Regions from separate parts of the Mus musculus genome. Here region 1 is linked to region 2. The links are chromatin contacts, called in public ChIA-PET maps. All regions are on one chromosome and are shown on one strand. Each heading gives the region's core, a stretch centred on a gene start, on an enhancer-like site or on the middle of the called end of the contact. The rest is flanking DNA. Distances are from core to core; before and after follow the strand shown. Region 1 holds the start of Aasdh (aminoadipate-semialdehyde dehydrogenase). Region 2 overlaps Cracd (capping protein inhibiting regulator of actin).

Region 1 (2,768 bases), core at 102-2,601, 36 kb before region 2:
GGTGTTTGGCGAGGCCCATAGTACACAGGAAAATGTGGTTTTCAAACAGGTATTTCCTGCACTGTTTGGAGGGACAGATGAGAAGGCAGATCTGATTCCATGACAGGCTTCAAATTAGCAGTTTAGGAGACTAGGCCTAAGGTCAGGCAAATCAGTTACTAGAAGAAGAAGAAAAAAAAAGGCTTCAGGCAGTTAGTCAGAACTGCCCTGATATCTGAGACTGCCTGGCCACCTAGCCTGAGGTAAGGACAATGGGTCAGCAACAGTTTCCAGACTTCCTCTACAAAGATTTCTAGACTTCCCAGTAACAATGCCTAGAGATAAGTAAGATAAAGCTCTCCTACCCTGGAATTCCAATGTGCTTTCAATGGAGCCTGCGAGCTCATTTGCTTTTACTCTGTGTCTTTGTAATGGGGACGACCCCACCATGCTGAGCTACAGAATAAAACACACTTTGTGTTTACATACTATTTGAGTCCAGGGTGTCATTCTTCATGGACCCTTACAAGCTTCTGTTTTCCAGCAGATAAGGACACACTCCTTTGTTTTTTAAGGCACTGTATGTAGATAGTGCTTAGCCACTTCCACCTCTCCCCCCAACAGGAACCAAGACAAAAATCCCATCTTTCCTCTCTGCGAGGGCACAGTAACTCACCACAGTGGTGACCCTTCCCATTTATTGTAATAATTGTGCCATCGGAAAAACACACATCCAGGCATACAGTGGCTTTAGGGACTGCTGTTGACCTCAGACAGGCCTGGGTTTCCTCATAGGGAAGTGTTGTAAATAGCTGCAAACGCCAGTTAGGAGTTTCATTCTGACAGGGGGCTTCCCTGGCATACTTCACCGCTGCCATGACGGTCGCAACCAATCTTGAGTATGTTCCCAGAAGGTGTGGAGGGGATAAGCCAAATTTACTCGCCAATTAGGCGGTGATTACTTCACTTCAGCCTTTGGGATATTTCTACCCGCACTTTAAGGAACGAGGAGACTCCGGGTCTCGGAGATATGGCTCTGCTGTCAAGGAAGCTCACTGGCCATCCAGAGGTCCCTTCTAGGTCTCCAGCACCCATGTGGTGGCTCACAACCACCTGGGACTATGCTCCAGGGAATCATCGGCCCCTGCAGGCACACGGAACACTCAAATTCACGCAGACGCACAGGCATGTTGCCTGAAGCGTCACCTTCAGCGGCAGGGCTGAATCCGCACGGACCAAACCCGTTGGGCCAAACGCGGCGGAGACCTGTGCGCCACGTCTGGGCGGAGCCCCGTAGGCGAGAGCCCGCCCCCCGACGCTGGAGTGACGTCACGGGCGCCCGAAGATGACGCAGAGGTCCGTTTTACGGCTGCTGAGCGTCTGCGGCTGGGCTAGGAAGTGCACGCCACGCGCTGTCGTGAGAAGGTGGGGCGGGAGAGCGCGGGCGACCCGGGGAGACTTTGTGAGCTGCCGGACCCCAGCTTGGAGCGGCTGTGTGGGTCACCTCGGTCACCTGCTGCGCCACCTCTTAGCGTGGTTCCGAGAGCCAACGAGAGGCTTTTGTGATTGTAATTAAGGTGGCTGCGTGAGAAGTATAAGATGCAGACGGATAATTTACCTATATATATAATGCCCAGTATAGGGAGAACCCTTAAGATCAGGATCTGTTGGTGATTAAATGGCTTTATTTACAGTTGTACATTACCGAGCTGCTAATCTTAAGGCTATAACACGAAATTTGCTTGCTAGGTCATCCCTTTTCATGGCTCACTTGTTTTTCTTTCCTTTTCTTTTTTTTTTTTTTAATTTAAAATTGTGCGTGTGTGCGCGTGCAGCATGGTGAAGAAACAAAAAGGACCTTTCGGAAGTGGGTTCTCTCCTTCCATTATGTGAGTCCCGTGATCACACTTAGGTTTTCTGGTGTGATGGCAAGTTAGTTTCTCCACTGACCCATCTCGATGGCCCAAGTCAGTCTGAAGGGAGGGGAGGGGGACAAAGACAGGGACAGAGACATAAAATTCAATGGCTGACATGAATATCTGGACAAGACTGAATTTTGCCACTGGGAGCTTTTAAATTCAAAGTAGAAAAACTCCTTAATTATAGATTTTGTGTGGTGAGTTTTGTAGCTAGTTATAAAAATGACATTTTAAGAACTAAGTTATAGCCGGGCGTGTTGGCGCACGCCTTTGATCCCAGCACTCAGGAGGCAGAGGCAAGCAGATTTCTGAGTTCGAGGCCAGCCTGATCTACAAAGTGAGTTCCAGGACAGCAAGGGCTACAGAGAAACCCTGTCTCGAAAAAACAAAACAAACAAAAAAAACCTAAGTTATAGTCTTGTTATTCTACTGCTGTGAATTATGTTAGTAGATTATATTTTCTTGTGAGAAAATAGCAGTTACACGTGCTTGCTTTTTAGAGAAAAGGCAGCTTTTAAACAGACTTTTTTTTTTTTTTTTAATTTTAGGTATAGCAGTGTTTTACCTGCATGTATGTAAGTGCACCATGTTCGTGCCTGGTGTCTTCAAAGGCTGTGGGATCAGCCAGAACTGGAACTATGGACTGTATTGAGCTCCCCAGTTGGGTGCTGGTATGGAATCTGTGTCTTCTGAAAGAACAAGGACGGTTTAACTCCTGAGGTACATCCCCAGGTTCAAACTAGATTTTTGTAAAAATATGTATAATACATTAATGTGGAAAATTGGGCGCTTAACAAAATTTATTTGGGTATTCTGTGGTCTTCTGTAGGCAAAAATAGCAGGAGATACTCTACTGCAATAGCCTTTTTT
Region 2 (2,839 bases), core at 208-2,707:
AGGCCATGGGTGGGCATGGCGCTCCCCTGAGGAGCTCGCACTTGCAGATTTTGCTACACGTGGTCCCTCAGACAAAACTGTCTCTTGAGAACTAGAGGGAGCTCAAGGCACCAGGACCCAGGGTTGTGCAAATACACTCTTTACAACGAACCCCACCACTTCCGTTGCTGAACATTATTTTGGAGCCTAGTAAGCATGCTGCTTTTCCCTAGCCTGGTTCCGTTAACCTCATATAAAAAATAAATAAATAAAACGGGCAAGAGAAGAGCCGACAACCGGCCGAGGGCGTGGGTGAAAGTCGCTCTTTACTTAATAATCTGCGGACAGTCGCTCCAGGCCTTGGCTTTTCGTTTGGCCAAAGCCAGCCAGGCAGGTTCTGTGGACACCGGGGCAGCGTCTGGGGTGGAGAACCGCTTGGTGACGTCTTTTACCAGTGCTGCTGAGGGCGCAGAGTCTGAGATCTCCACTGCAGTGTTTCAAAGGGAAAGAGAAGGAAGAGCCACGTAAAAACAGAAAGTCTAGTTAACAGAGTTATATGTACTTACTGTATGTGAGATGCTGTGCACACACACACACACACACACACACACACACACACACACCAGAATAGCCAAATCTAGCTGTTATTCACAAGGTGATGTAAGAACATTTGAAAATCTGCTCTTAAACGTTTTAAGAATTCAATAGATTGGTAGCTATGGTCACCGTGTTACACTACAGATTCCTTGCACTTCTCTGAAATGTACCCGTTAGTAAACATCTCCCCAGTTCGGTCCCCAGAACAAGATTCTGACTTTAGAAGGCATGAAATTCAAGCCATGAATGATAGAAGCCAAGATGCCTTGGAACTGCTATGTCCCTGAACTCCTGAAATTCCTGCCTCCACCTGAGCCCTAAGATGAACCCATGGACCGGACAGTGGTGGCATAGGCTTTTAATCCCAGCATTTGGTAGGCAGAGGCAGGCAGATCTCTGAGTTCAAAACCAGCCTGGTCTACAGAGTGAGTTCCAGGACAGCCAGGGCTACACAGAGAAACCCTGTCTCAAGAAACAACAAAACAAAACAAAAGATGAACCTTTGGAAACTGCCAGCTGTCATGACTTCTAGTGTTGCTAGTAATTCCTATGTCCCCTGTCACCTGTTTGTGAGACATCTCACACTGTAGCCCAGGCTGGCTGCAAACTCATGGTAATCCTCCTGACTCCGCCTCCCAGGGGTTAAGAATTGCAGGCTATCACGCCTGACTATCCTGCTTTCTCTACTAGAGATCTTGGGTTTCTATGAGGAGGTTCTCTGTAAGGATTTCGGAGCACTCACAACTTTAGTGCCCAGGGACGCGTCCTGCATTCTTCTGGAACTCAGGGGATACAAATTGAATGTGAAGACAAACACTTTGAAGCAAAGGCTTGCTGTATTAAGCTGGCGCTGCTGTAAGCGGGGATCACTTCCAACCGGGCACAGAAAAGAAAGAAACTCTCAGTCTCACGCTAATACTTAGAACCCGCAGTGTGAGAGCAAATGCAAGAATGCTTGCGGGCCAAGATCAGTGTTTTGAGGTAGTTCTGGTATATAAGCACTCCTGCCCCACCACTAAGTACTAAAACTCTTTTTTAATACCTCCACGTTTCCAGACCTCGGGTAGCAGGTAGCCGAAGCACAGGCTTAGACACCACTAAGGTTTGGGCGAATCTCTCCAGTGTTCTCATGTCTGACGTTTAATTCTCTAGAGTTGGGGGTTGATTTGCTGCTACGTATTCAAAGGCTAAATTCTGAACCCCAAACAAGCGCATTCTCATGCACACGGATCTTAGGTATGTAAACCTTGCTCCACAACTTAAAGCTGATTGGCTAATAAAAGGCTAGAGCCTTTGATTGGGCAGTAGAGAGAGGAAGGCGGGACTTGAGAACTGAGTGAGGGCTCTCGAGAGAGACCACTAAGAGAGGAAAAAGAAGGCGGAGAGAGTAGGCAACAAGGCCGTTTGGATCCTGACCTTCCGGCCAGAAGCGCACCTGAGGGCAGGCTGGTGGAGCAGAAGCATTCCGGTTGAGACAGCATATGGAGTTCAAGGGGCTACCGTTTGGATAGAGGGGAGAAGAGCATAGAGCCTGCGCAGTCGAGGCTTACAGCTTGGAAATAAAATACCAGGTTTCTGTGACTCTTACATGGGCAAGCTAGAATAAATAATTCATTTACGCTCTAGTGAGGTGGCACAGAATTCTTCTGTGTTGGGAGGCAGAAGCCTCGTGGTGTGTGCTTGGGTGTCAGAGGCCCTCAAAAGTGGATTCATGATTTTTCTCACACTACCTGCGTTCTCTCTCTCTCCTCATGTGCATGCTTGCCCATCCACTTCCTAACCTAGGATGAAACAGCCCAGGGCCCTCCCAGCTTGATAAATAACCAGTCTTTGGGTATTCTGTTAGCCTTCACAGAATGGACCAAGACAGACACACTATGCTCTCTGGGGACCACCACAGCCATATAGGGAAGCAGATGTCCTGTTAGTGCCTGGGAATCTATGTATTCAGAACTATCCATCTTCCAAGTGATTGGAGCCAGGCAATAGTTGGGCAACCATTGGGACACTTTATTTTATTTTACATCTTTCATGTGTTATAAAAAAAGAAAGGTGGCTGTTGTTAATTAGCACCAAGGACACAGTGCAGAGACAACTTTCTCTGTGAAGCCAGTTGACAGCCTTCTCTAGAGTCACATCAGTGGAAATGCCCGAGCATCTGAGCCGTGTCACCTAGGCAGAGAAGTCACCAGGAAATTGGAGGGCGTGGGAGTGGGAGAATCTTCTGCCTCCAGCTCACTTTCACACAGAGGCCCAGGAGGCA

Evidence for each region. ChIA-PET counts read pairs in DNA pulled down with a chosen protein or histone mark.
Region 1: an RNA polymerase II ChIA-PET map of memory CD8 T cells shows a contact between it and region 2, with 46 read pairs. The contact joins the promoter of Aasdh here to the enhancer-like site in region 2. A contact is called at or near these places in 15 of 484 Hi-C or Micro-C datasets (the G1E-ER4 cell line, the HL-1 cell line, cortical neurons and 6 more), 4 of 115 datasets of contacts at active chromatin or transcription factors (effector CD8 T cells, embryonic stem cells and memory CD8 T cells) and 3 of 9 other capture datasets (adipose tissue, liver and pancreatic islet).

The regions. Positions count from the first base shown.
Region 1 is chr5:76,904,059-76,906,826 of GRCm38.p6, reverse strand. Aasdh (aminoadipate-semialdehyde dehydrogenase) reads left to right here and starts at 1,351. Exons shown (of 16, transcript NM_173765.4): 1 at 1,351-1,404; 2 at 2,447-2,618.
Region 2 is chr5:76,868,144-76,870,982 of GRCm38.p6, reverse strand. It overlaps Cracd (capping protein inhibiting regulator of actin), which reads right to left. Exons shown (of 9, transcript NM_001163793.1): 9 at 1-466. The coding sequence ends at 306. Among named protein-coding and RNA genes, the nearest start is that of Cracd, 29 kb to the right of the region's middle. Within about 2 kb of position 1,457, at least 38 of the 459 cell types and tissues checked have an H3K27ac peak or open chromatin away from gene starts, as enhancers often do. A contact at or near this core is called in memory CD8 T cells, where this site is marked.